Linked DNA regions of Mus musculus: all the other regions are linked to region 3. Evidence: chromatin contacts called from public Hi-C and promoter capture Hi-C data. All regions are on one chromosome and are shown on one strand. Each heading gives the region's core, a stretch centred on a gene start, on an enhancer-like site or on the middle of the called end of the contact. The rest is flanking DNA. Distances are from core to core; before and after follow the strand shown.

Region 1 (3,307 bases), core at 391-2,890, 2.3 Mb after region 3:
ACAAACAAACAAACAGAACTGAAGTATATTTTCCCTAAGTAAAGAGAGCATCGATGCACTGTTTGCTAAGGTAGAAAATAATCGGATAGGCTCGTTCTCAAATTCTACAATCTAAAGTGCTCAAAGCCATGATGTCCTAGTCACCCAACGGCACATTTTGCCAATTACAGATGCAATTATGATCCACGCTACCTATAATTTCGTTTTGCCACTATTCACCAAGCTTGCATCTCATTCGAGAAGAAAAATCACCGAATTCAATCTTGGGATAAAAGGTCAAATATCAAACTGCCTAAAAAAGCAAGGTATCTGCATAAAAGCGGAATCCATTTCAGATTAACTACTCCAAACAATCAAAAAGCAAATCAGAAACGCGTGGAAAAACAGCCTGAATCGTAAACGTATTTGATCGCTAACATCGGGCCTGGGCTCTCTTCTACCTTTGCAATAAATCTTCTGGTGAATCCCCGTTAACCCGCTCCACATGCCTCGTGGAACAAATAAATAAAAGCACGATCTAACTACTTCACGGAACGTGTCCCAAACCGCAGGGGGTAACAACAACCGATGTCCCGTCAAAAACCGGACTTCTCCTGCAAAGTCGTCGGCCGCTGTTCTCAGAAAGCAAAAGCCCGCATTGGGCTGCCCGCTCTCCGTCTCAGCCGCCCAGGGGTCCCCAAGATAACCCTCCAGGATCTGGAGTCGGGGGGCGAAAAGGCACCTTCTAGAGGTACCTTCCGGGCCCGGCCCTCCTACCTCCAATGCTCGGCTCTCCTCTCGGAGCCGCGGAGAGCTGGAGGACTTCCAGTGGAGGCGACCATTGGGGTTCGCTAGTTCCAGGATCTCACTTCCTCCCGCCGCCCCTCCCCCTCCCCATCCTCCGCCCCTCCCCCTCCCCCATCCACCTTCTCCCCCCCCCTCCCCCCTCCTTCCCCACGCAGTCGCTAGGCCCCGAGATTCGAAAGACTGACCGCAAGCGTTCGGTGGCCCGCGACACCCCCCGCCCCCAGGCCTCGACGCCGCGGGCACGGAGGCGTGAGCCGAGCAGGGGCTCCCGGCTCCGCAGCGGCGGGAGGCGGGAAAGGCAACGCGCGCGCCGCATGCCGCCCCCGACCGACACACACACAGACAGACAGACAGACACACACATACACACATAGACACACACACACACACACCCCAAGCCCCAGCTGGGGCTTCCCACCGCGCTCCCCCAGCCCCGCTCACCTAGAGGGAAAACGATGCCGCTGACCGCGAAGCCGCGCGCGGGCCTAGGGCACCTAGCGCACGTCTTTGCAAACACCCCACTCGAGTGGAAGGCGCCCGGGAGCAGAACGCCGGGGCCCGTGACAAGGGCTTGCGTTTTACCTCATGGGCTCAGCGGTCATGTTTTTGGCTCGGACGGCCGCTTGGCTTGGCAACCCCTTGGGTACCGTTCTGCGCTCCTCGGCGCCAGTGGCTGAACGAAAAGTACTGGGATCTTAGTAGTCACCGCAGATAGTGCTGGATCGTCCTCCCAGCTCAGAGTCCGCTACCGCTGCTGCTGCTGCTGCTGCTGCTGCTGCAAGAGCCACGGAAACAAAGCAAGGCCTATGCCGACGCCATTTTGTTGGGCCGAGGCTTGGGCAGGAGAATTGGCGCGTCCTCCCTCTTCCTCTTTCCGTCATCTATTGGCTACCTCTGCCAGAGCTCAGTGTCTTATTGGCTACGGAAATTCACCTTCTTTGGGAGCCTGTTGCTAAGGCGGTCGACGTCATTTGATCCCCTCCACCTCTTCTTAGTGGGGTCCAGTTCAGTTACTGCTGACCTCAAAGTGTCAGGGATGTATCTTGACATTATCCTGAAAATGCGCTCTTGGTCCAACCTCTCTACTTCCACATAATTGGTGAAACAATGACACCCCATTTACGTTTATTGAGAATTTACTATATGTCGACCACTACACAGATCCTTTATCTTAATCTCATGCTTGAACCATCCAAAGTAGGCAGACCTAACATTTTAATGGGTGAGGATACCAATGCACAAGTTCCACATTCAGCCAAACATCCATCCTTGCGGGGAGGGTGGACATACATTCTTATGCTGTTTTAAACCCAAGGCTTTGTGCATGTTAGGCAAATACTCTATCATTGAGCTATGTCCTAACCCCTCCCCCACATGCACACTCTTAATCATTAATCTCCATAGCCACCCAAAATATAAATATTTTCTTTCCTATTTTATAATATTCTTAATTTTTCTTCTATATATTTCATTATAATATTCAGCTTGCCAACGCTTACACGTGTGAATTTTTACCTTTTGTGGAAAGAGAATGAGAAAAATTCTAGCTATACAGTCCTGACTAGGCTGCAACTCAACATGTATATGAGGCTGGCCTCAAACTTGGACTGTCCTTGCAGCCTCCCAAAGTGCTTAGAAGACAGGTGTACCCCATCATACTTAAGGATACTTACAGGTATTTATATATATATGATCAACTGGACATTGACATCTAATTCTTTTGATATTGAACAATCTTGAAATTGTCACACACAGGTCAGCCATTAGTTCAATCTGATATGATTGGGGGTATATCTCACTTACCAACTGATCCAAATCGTTTCCCCCTCATTTCATTTTTCATTCATAATCTCTGCAAATCACAAATAAGTTTTCTAAATTTGAAGTTTCCAACTTTGTGCCCACATTTATTCTGGAACACATGTTCATTCCCTTTATTTTGTTCATTCTGTTTATTTTTCCTGAAATATGCAACAGTTTTGGTCATGCTTAGATGTCAGGGTTGCAGTTTTGGACTAGAATGACAAGAGAAGAGTCTCTTTTCAAACAATGCATTCCAACAATCAGACTAGGTTTTTGTTTGTTTGTTTGTTTGTTTGTTTCCGAGACAGAGTTTCTCTGTGCAGCCCTGGCTCTCCTGGAACTTGCTCTGTAGATCAGGCTGGCTTTCAGCTCAGAAATCCAACTGCCTTTGCCACCTGAGAACTTAGACTAAAGGCATATGCCATCACACCTGGCTAACTAACATATAAAGATTTGGTTTTTAAATGTTGTATGTATGTTTGAGAGAGCCTGGATGTATATATGTACACAAGTCCTCACACTGCAGAAGAGAATGTTGGACCCCTGGCACTGGAGTTACAAGCAGGTATGACCTACCCAATGTAGGTGCTGGGAACAGCAAGTGCCCATAATCACTAAGCAGTCTCTTCAGCCTCTAATATACATTTTTTTATGTCTTTTCACAGTACTTCTATTGATTATTTGGAATTTGACATTGTGAAACCCCATCGCACTCACT
Region 2 (3,164 bases), core at 12-2,511, 2.1 Mb before region 3:
AGCAAACAGGCACAAAAAATGCAAAGTAGGAACTCTGAACAGATCCTCGGTTTGGCCACAGTGAAGATGCTCCAATTCAAACAAGTCTGTGTGCCACCATGGTGATCTGAAACATGAAATATGTCCTCAGGATGGGGCTCCGGGGTTGGTGGCAGATATGTTACCTACAGAGGCACCTCACTGGTTCAATATGTCTATTTACACAAATATATAGAGTACTTAAAAAACTTTTTTTTAAAGATAGGGTTTCCCCTAGTAGCCTGGAGCTTAACTATGTATACTATGCTGGTCTTACAGAGACAATTCTTTTTTTTTTTTTTTTTTTTTTTTTTTTTTAGTTATTTCGAGACAGGGTTTCTCTGTGTAGCCCTGGCTGTCCTGGAACTCACTTTGTAGACCAGGCTGGACTCAAACTCAGAAATCCGCCTGTCTCTGCCTCCCGAGTGCTGGGATTAAAGGCGTGCGCCACCACTGCCCGGTTCAGAGACACTTCTACCTCAGGTTTCCATTCCTGGCAAAATAAGGTTATTTTTTAAGTACAGGGAATTGAATCTATGTTGGCCAGTGAGCTGTATCCCAGCCTTGTATATTTCTGTCTCTCTTTCACTTTCTCTCCCCTCTTCAACCCCCCCCCCCTTCTCCCACTCGGTTTCTTTCTTCTCTCCATGCTTTTACACATTTACACACATATATACATACATACACACACACATATATATGCATATATGTGTATGTATATATATATATATATATATACATATATATATATATATATATAGTGCTGGGAATCATATGTGCGCTTAAAAAAACTATGAAAATGTTTAATGTTTGTGAATCTTGAAGTTTCGGTTGCTCATTTTACTAAGCTTAACATTTTACCATGGGAAAATGTAAATTCAAAATAAGTAAGTAGCAGTCGTCCCCCTATCACAATTCATAGTAATGTTCCTTTGGGGAACGGCACAAACCGGAAAAGACGGCTCAAATCATTATTGTGTAGTGTGTACTGTAGCCGGTGACGCGCGGTTTCCAGAGGTCGTAGGTCACGCCGCCTCAGATCTACTTTCTTATTGGAGAAAAATCTGCCGCTCTTACCATAGCAACCAGAACGGACCCGCGCAGTTGATGGGCGGGACTGGTTTGTTTGACCAATCACCTTCCAGTTATCCAGCCTGATCTTGGGCGGACCAATCAAACACATCAAAGGAAGTAGCCATCCCGACATCAAAGGATCACGTAGGACGGCCCATCCTTCCCCCCTTTTTTTCAACTTCCGGTAGCCTCTGGTTGGGTCAGGGAGCGCTGCAAGTCACCCGTGTGCGACTGACGTATTTTTTCTTTCCCGCCCATGGGCCCGGGGTGGGCTGGGCTGCTGCAGGACAAGGGTGGCGGTAGCCCTTCCGTCGTCATGTCCGACACAGACAGCGACGAAGAGTCGGCTGGTGGAGGCCCATTTTCTCTAACTGGGTTCCTGTTCGGCAACATCAATGGAGCAGGGCAGTTGGAAGGCGAAAGCGTCTTGGATGACGTGAGTCGTGGGCCTGGGGCGGCGGGTGCTGTGGCTAGGGAGAACTGGAGACAGCGCGAGAGGGCTCAACTCGGAGGAAGGACGAAGAGGAAAAGTCTTAAGTGTCAGTCACTGATGCTGAGGTGTTGGCTTCGAAGGTAACATTCTCCTTGCCTGGTAGGAAAGATAATAGTTAACTCTAGTAAGGTTATCAGAACCGCCACTGTGGAAGGCCTTCTTAAAGACCCTTGGAACTCTGCTTTTTCTGGCTTTTGCTGATCCTAATGGCTCCAAAGCCAGGACTACGGATGGAACGTGTGTTGTTCGGAACTGATCTGTATGGAATTTAGCAGATTTCCTATATAGTTCTTGAATGTGATGTTTCTTTGAGCAGCACTTCATGAAATAATTTCTCAGATGGATTTGTGACTTTGTTATGAGCAAGGGAAATATACTTGTGTAGGACCTTCAGGTTTAGTTGTTATTTTCGACCCTCATGCTGTCCCCTTTTCAGGAGTGCAAGAAGCATCTTGCGGGCTTGGGGGCTTTGGGTCTTGGCAGCCTGATCACTGAACTCACAGCAAATGAAGAATTGTCCGGGAGTGATGGTGCCCTGGTAAATGATGAAGGTAAAGTGTGGGCCATGGGGAGGACAGTGTGGGTGGGGGGAGGAGATTAGCCTGTTGTACGCTTTTCAGTGGGGATTTTCTAAGGAAGTGATAATTACTTGCTTTCTCTTGAGACGTCTCCCTTTTTATCCATAGGATGGATTAGGAGTAGAGAGGATGCTGTGGACTATTCTGACATCAACGAGGTGGCAGAAGATGAAAGTAGAAGATACCAGCAGACAATGGGAAGCTTGCAACCCCTTTGCCACACAGGTGATTCTCTCTCCGCCCCCCCCCCCCCTTCTTGTTTTCTAGCAATGGGTCTTTCAACATAGCCCTGCCTGACCTGGAACTCATTATGCATGCAAGATTGTCCCAAACTCATAGAGATGCATTTGCCTCTGTTTCCCAAGTGCTAGGATTAGACATGTTCCCCACTACGCTTGGTATTCTTTAATGTTGCAAAATTGGCAGTTTAGTACATTTTCTTCCTGAATAAGTCTGTTTTGGGCTCTGTCTTGTATATTTAATCTCTGCCATTGTTCTTGCCTGCCAATACATTTGCTCTGTATGCTGTTTCCACTGTCAATTCAGTGCCAAGTAGTAGGTATTCTCTTACCAAATTCAAGCTTTTATTTTTATAATGTTCGGTCTCAAATTGTTGATTAATGACAAGGGTGAAAATGATTTCTTGTCATCTCATATATTTTAGTGCCTGTAGATTTGATATAACTATTCTTATATGCTTTTCAAAGTTAAAGATGAAAACAAACCCACTCTTTGCCCTTAAGATTTTAAGATTAAGAAGGGTTATGTTTATAATCTCATGTCAATGAGCAAATGTATTTTGACTCAAATCATTCCCCTATTATACTTCTTTTTCTTCAAAACATAAGTATTTTCCCTGCTGTATTTTAGAATAACAGTCTCAGAATCGGAAGAGGTTTATTTGTTTGGCCTCTGCCTCTGGAGTGTTGGGATTAAAGTCTTGTATCACCACACTCTGCTTTTATTTTCTATTTTTGAAACTTTTAGGCCTCAAAATTGAT
Region 3 (3,154 bases), core at 585-3,084:
ACACAGTGAAATCCTCTGCCCTATGTTCTGTAGGGGAGAAAAACCCAAGGGTTTTTAACGCACTTCGCTGTGGTCACAACGTTCTGCTACTCTGGTGATATGAGTCTGCGGAGAGCCAAGCTCGGCCAGGATCTTTTGCATAGGCTTTGTCTGAATGTGGTTGGACTAGAAGCGCAACATGCTGCGGAAGCAATCTTTCGCAGCCTCACTATTGCCTCTGTATTTTAAAATCCCATTATCAGACTGACCAGGGAGAGACTAAGATTCTGGAATGATTTTTTCTTTTCCAGTGGGTTTGGTCACACCCTCCACTCAGACTAATCTCTTCAACAACTAGAATGGTAGAACTGCCTCTCTAAGTGTACTCCCAGACTAAAATGGCGATTTGAGCGAAGGACAACTTACCGAACCCCTCGCTATTTCGCAATCATAATTACCAGAACGTTCCGCGTCTCCCTCCCTCCCTCCCAGCCAAGCCACTGGCAACACGCACGCGCAGTTCTCGATACCTAGTGTTAAACGGCCAACATGCTCCCTCTTACGCATGCGCACTTTCATTCCCGCGCAGAGGCCTTCTGCTTGCAGTGAGCATGCGTGATTTCACCTTCTCTCCTCTCTGCCCCACCCTCGCCTAAGGGGCCACGATCTCCCGTGCCAGCAGAGTCCTACCCATCATGTCACGCTTTCTCAAGGGTACTTGAGCGCCACCACCTGGTGATATGGTTCCTCTTTTGGCATCCACGCAAAGCGCGCCTATCTTTACTATTCTCCCTTCTCGTGTATGATTATATATATAATATATATACGTATATGTGTATATATATATATTATATATATTATATATATAATCTCTGTGGCCACTGCGTTCTGCTACTCTGGTGAGATAACTCTGTGAAGAATATATATACATATATGCGCATATATATGTATATATATTCATGCCGGGTGCATCTGCACGTGTTTCTCGCCAAAGTTATGCCCCAGTGTCTAAACCATATCATTAACAACAATCCTTAACAGGATTAACTGTGATAAACTAAGTTACACATGGAATTAAAAAAACGTCGTAGGCGATAAAGCATATCCCAAACCCAGATGGAATCCGTCAGCAGCCTAAGGGAGAGGCTACTTGGTAGACGGATTCCTTAATACAGTTAAAAACCCTCCAACCTAAAACCACTGAATCAGAGTCCGGCGTGGTGATTTACGCCTGTAATCCCAGTTTAAGCAGGAGAACGGCCGCGAGTTCGAGGCCTGCTGCTGTCAGTCTCAAACTACATTCACTCACCCCCAAGGAAAACAAAAAGCGGATGAAGCCTAATCCTAAAGACTCATCCATTTGATTCACCCTTAACAAATGAAGAACTCGAAAGTTTTTTTTGTTTTGTTTTAAATAGATGTCAAACAAAACAGTGATGCTCAGGTGCCTTAAACCTGCTTAGAGAAGTCTAAAAATCTTTCATAATATTAAGTAATGCGCAACATCCTTTTGGAGGGCTGGGGATTCGTACTGGCCTCCAGTTCTCCCTCCCCTCAAAGGAGAAAATGCACAAATTAAGGATCTCCCTGACACAAGTTCCCTCCTCCGCCCTCCATGTTACATTTTCGTCCTTCGTCGTTCCTTTACCTCCTGCTGAAGCGAGTGTCGCAGTTAAAATTCTTACGGCAGGCAGTGCCTAGAGGGTGGAGGGAGCGGCGGCATAGAGAGCCGTGCCTGGGTGGCAGCAGCGATGACTTAACGGCGATGAACACCAGGTACGAAACCTGCTATACTTGCGGCCGCGGCGCGGATGCCACGAACCCACAGCCTCTCCAGGAGCGCTGCGCTGTGCTGCAACGCATGCGCCGCGCTCCTCCCTCTCCTCAGAGCGCCCCTCTACAACTTACAGCAGCCCACTGAGTCCAGTACTCAGGTCCCTAGCCCACACTTCTTTTCCTACCTCTGCTCATACCGGCGTCCACCACCCATCCTTTCCTCAGCCCCTTTTCTAATCAATAAGTCCCCATCCTTTTTAATTTACCATCACATCTCACTACTGTTATTATTCCCTTTCTGGCTCACCCTACAATTCTTGACCTTCTCTGCTTCTCTGGAGCTCTGCTAGGCCCCCTCATATTTCCTGATGTACCCAATATTCCAAGTGTTTCGAAAACAAACAAACTAACAAACCAACCAACCAACCACTGGCATGGTGATAAGTGCCTGTAATTCCAGCGATTTATAGACAACCTCACCTCCATGACAAATTCTAGGTCAGCTTGGACCACAAAAGATCCTGAAGGAAAAAAAAATAGCCTCCACCGATCCGGGGGGTTGGGGGAATGGAAATATACGTATGTAGATTTAATTGTGGGCCCAAGTTACAAAGCCTGAAGAAAAAGTCTTTTTCTAATACCTGGAACCAGAACTCTTGGGGCAGGCTATTTTCACTCTCAGCATGTTGTTTCCTGTGGAGAATCTTGAGTTTTAAGGGTCTCCTTAAGATCCACTCCCCCTTCTTATTCAGCCCTGGATCTTGAGAGATCATCCGACTGGCTCCTGCCTGTCTATCTATCATTGCATTGAATTGTGAATTTTCATGTAGAGCATCAAAGCACCAGAACCATACAAGTAAAAAAGAGTGGGGGAGGGGAGGAGGAAGACAAAGAAGAAAAAAGGAGGAGGAAGAAGGGAAGGAGGTCGAGGAGGAGGAGGAGGAGGAGAAAAGGAAAAGCAGTCCCATGCCTGCATCTGAAACAATATCATGAGCAGAATAGAAGTAGAAGGCAGGGCCATTGGATATATTGCGACACCTAATGGACATATAGGTAACATGCATAAAAAACCCCTCTGATGTTTCAGCTTTAGTAAGACATCCCCACTTTGACAATTCCCTCCCTGGTTTCTGAAAGAGCTTTTTCTTTGAGGGGGAAGGGAGTGTGATGGAAAAGCTCTTTTCAGCCCAATTTGAGCAATGAAAGAAGCCTTTAAGCTAAGTTTACCTGGAGTTCACTACAAAAGTGTTAGCTCACATCTCGAACAAAGTTGTACTCATGCAGAATTAACAGGCTGTACTTACAAGCTCCAAACTAGGTCTGGAGAGATGGCTCAGACGTCAAAAGCACTGACTGCTCTTCCAGAGGTCCTGAGTTCAATTCCCAGCAACCACTTGGT
Region 4 (3,242 bases), core at 311-2,810, 2.2 Mb before region 3:
GGAGAAGGGGCTTTATAGAGTAGCCCCCCCAGCCCCAGTAGCTCAGTGGCTCCATCCAGAACTCCTCCAGGGTCCTTCTCCAGGCCAGAAGGGGTATCAAGCAGGTCCAGGGCTCCAGAGGATGGAGACGGACCTGGGGGAGCCCATCCTCGACTTGGGGCAGTCTGAGATTCCAGCAGATCCTCTCCAAATTCCATGTCTACTGGAAGGTCTCCAGCCAGGGGCTTCTCTGGCAGGGTCAATGGGTCAAATGGACTGGGGAAATCACTGGGGTCCATGGCTGGGTATGGGCTGCAGATCGGAAGAGGGGGCAGTAGAGGTGGTCTTAGCCTGAATTTCTTATGTCGGCTGTGGGACACACCCCGTCCGTCATCCACTTGGATTTCTCATTAGCAGCCGCCCCCCACAGCCGATAGGCATTTCCACAGGCTTCAGGCTCAATGTCCACTCCCCCCCCAATACAGCGCCCTCTGTGGGGAGTGGCGTTCCCTGCCCTGGCCCCGTGCCCACACTCGCCAGGCAGTTGGTCTCTAACCCGCCCGACACCCCCCACGGAGACTCGTAGCTCCTTCCTCCCTACCTCTCACACACCCCCCACCTCAGACTCAACGCCCCCTCACATTTTCCCGTGCCTGCCGCAGCCAGAAACCTTTCCCGCTCCGGCGACCTCAGCCCCTGGTCCCTTCTCACTCCCCCCCAAAAGCCCCCCAGGTCTCCAGTCTCTCCCCATCCTCTCCAGCCCCAGCGCCCCTCCCCGCGGAGCCCGTCCTCTCTCAGCCCTTCCCCGCCCCCACAAACTGCTCTTCCTAACCGTCTCCCCCCCACTCGGTTACCTTTCAGGGTGGACCACTTCCTCAGCCCCGTCCCCCCTTTCCTACTGCACCCCTAGTCCTTCCCTTCTCCTGTTGCCCACCCCCCACCTCAGGCATTTACAGGAAGACATTTTGGAGCTACGATTCCTGCTCAAACCCCCCTCCCGGCTACTGCGAGATCCCGCCTGCAGGTTCGGTTCGGCTTGAACAGACCCGACCCCTACCTGAGGCAGGGTTAGAGTAACCGCTACAAGCCTAGAACTGCAGACAGCAACGGCCCCGCGCTCCTTCTCCACCTCCCTCCCTAGCAGCCGGGACAGGGGTCGCGGCCCCTTTAAATGGCAGCGCCGCTTGCAGCGCTGAGCGCTCTGCACCAGGCAGGCGGGCGGTGCCAGCGACCAATCCCATTGGCTGGCTGGAGGAGGGGGCTCGCGAGACAGCGCCGGCCCCCGGCGCGAGACTCCCAGCCCAGTGGCCGCCTGGAAATTGCGGAGTGGAGTGCCGTCACTGGGGATGGAGCGTGAGCCCCCGCCCGGGGCCCCGTTAGTTGAGGAAAAGATAGCCTCTGGAGCTTTGGAGCCCGCCCCCGGGGAAGGCGGCGCCCCCTCTCCACCGAAGGGCCTAGTACACTAAATACACAAAAAAAGGAAGAAAAACCCCACATCTACGCACCTGCTTTCCTTACCTGGCTCAAGAGCCTGGCCCCGTCACACCCGTGCCCGCCCTATCTCCAGAGCCCACTCTACCCGTGATCCCCTCCTCTCATTCAAATGGTTCCCGGTCCCCTCCCCCTCCCCGTGGCTCTCCGCTTCCCACTCGTGTTCCCCCCAGCGTCCCCCCTCAGCACTCCCTACCTACGCCATGCAGCAGACGCCTGCCAAGATTACCCTCCCCCATCCCCACCTCTCCGGGGCCCGGCCCCCCGGGCGACTGTTGGGGTAGTGACAGCGGAGAATGGGGGAGGCAAAGACCCAACCCTCAAGTGCCCCTCCTCCCCTTGTCTGCAACCTCAGCCCCCACTTCCAACCTGTCTAAGAGTCGTAGTTATGGGGTGTCTTAAGCTTACCCTTGCCAGTTAAATGGTTCTGGCTTAGTGACAACGCCTATGCAGTAACGGTTACTGCCTGGTGACCCCCCCCCCCAAAGCAGGTTCTGCAAGGCTACACCCCCGTCTCCCTCCATGGCCTTCGGTTAAGTTCTGGGATCATTGCACTGAATCCTCCTGTAGGAGCTTGAATTTTCTCTTGAATAGTTTTGGTCATCAGAAGCCCCCCACCCACCCATCCACTTGCACACACACACACAGACACACACAAACACTGTCCTTCCCTTTTCCCTCTTTTTCTGTTCTTGTAGGTCTCTCCCTCACAGTCTCTTTGCGTCTCTGCCTCCTGAGAGCACTCAAACACAGCCTCCAGGGATCGTACTAGATGGTGGGCGTGGCTGTGATTAAGGCTTGAGAAGTAGGGTAGGGGTAGGGGTCACTAATACTAGGTCTACTGCCTTAAAAGAATAGGTGGCAGTGTTCATTCTCAGGCCTCATGACAGAACACTTCACAATCCCTCTCTCCACATTCCCAGGATAGTTCTAAGGGCTGCACAGCACTTACCGGACTTAGATACTAGAAACTCAGGCAAGAAGCGTCCAGTGTTGTCCATTGCTCCTCTAATGTGCTTCTGACCTTTCCTCCTTCCCATAGAAAGCCTGCCCACCCTTGTCCTTGGGAATTTTACCCATATTTTAACAGAAGCCTTGTTTTCCCTTCCGCCTACCCCCCCTCAGCCTTGAGGTTGTCTTTGCTCTCTCCTACATCAGAGATAAATGTAATTTTTTTCCGGTGTAGATTGCCTAAACCCGGCTTTCTGTGTCTTAATCAGTATGCTCTGTAGCCATCTCCCACTTTCTGCCTCTTTCTGTTTCTACTGTTTCTTTGTATTTTCTGTTTCTTCCTGGCCCCCTGGCTGTTCTGGGGGTAGAATGTCTAATTTGGTGGCAGATCACGAATTTTCAAGTGGAGTGAAGAGCATCTAAGAGGGAGGGGTGACTTCTGCTCTGGCACGGTGGTCTGGTATTCCAGCACTTAGAAGGCTGTATCAGGATTATGACCATGAGAAAAGCCTGGGCTACATAGTGAAACACCTGTCTCAAAACCAAAAACTGGGTGTGGTGGTGTGCAGGGAACCTGAGGCGAGAGGATTCCCTGTGGTGTGAAGACAGCCTGGACTACATAGCAAGACCCTGTTTCAAAAGAACAAATGCAAACTAAAACAAAACTTCAGTCACACTAAACAACAACTAGGGGCAGTGAGACGTGCAGCAGGGAAAGGCCTTTGCTGCCAAGTCTAAGGACCCAGATAATAGGAGAGAACCTAGGCCTGCAAGTTGTCCTCTGACCAGCACACCTGTGATGTAGCATGCATGCATACACA

Evidence for each region. Promoter capture Hi-C pulls out the DNA fragments that hold promoters and counts their contacts. Hi-C and Micro-C count contacts between places; a contact is called where the count stands out from the background.
Region 1: a contact with region 3 is called in a promoter capture Hi-C map of pre-B cells, with 6 times the contacts expected there. The contact joins the promoter of Atrx here to the promoter of Ftx in region 3. A contact is called at or near these places in 1 of 39 promoter capture datasets (pre-B cells) and 1 of 115 datasets of contacts at active chromatin or transcription factors (astrocytes).
Region 2: a promoter capture Hi-C map of erythroid cells shows a contact between it and region 3, with 12 times the contacts expected there. The contact joins the promoter of Taf1 here to the promoter of Ftx in region 3. A contact is called at or near these places in 2 of 39 promoter capture datasets (erythroid cells and pre-B cells).
Region 4: a contact with region 3 is called in a Hi-C map of CD8 T cells, with 9 times the contacts expected there. The contact joins the promoter of Zmym3 here to the promoter of Ftx in region 3. A contact is called at or near these places in 1 of 39 promoter capture datasets (erythroid cells) and 1 of 484 Hi-C or Micro-C datasets (CD8 T cells).

Annotation. Positions count from the first base shown.
Region 1 is chrX:105,927,732-105,931,038 of GRCm38.p6, forward strand. It overlaps Atrx (ATRX, chromatin remodeler), which reads right to left and starts at 1,641. Exons shown (of 35, transcript NM_009530.2): 1 at 1,369-1,641. The coding sequence starts at 1,388.
Region 2 is chrX:101,531,474-101,534,637 of GRCm38.p6, forward strand. Taf1 (TATA-box binding protein associated factor 1) reads left to right here and starts at 1,262. Exons shown (of 39, transcript NM_001290729.1): 1 at 1,262-1,528; 2 at 2,022-2,136; 3 at 2,272-2,388. The coding sequence starts at 1,349.
Region 3 is chrX:103,621,920-103,625,073 of GRCm38.p6, forward strand. It overlaps Ftx (Ftx transcript, Xist regulator (non-protein coding)), which reads right to left and starts at 1,835. Exons shown (of 11, transcript NR_028381.1): 1 at 1,628-1,835.
Region 4 is chrX:101,418,662-101,421,903 of GRCm38.p6, forward strand. Zmym3 (zinc finger, MYM-type 3) reads right to left here and starts at 1,561. Exons shown (of 25, transcript NM_019831.3): 1 at 1,485-1,561; 2 at 1-291. The coding sequence starts at 278.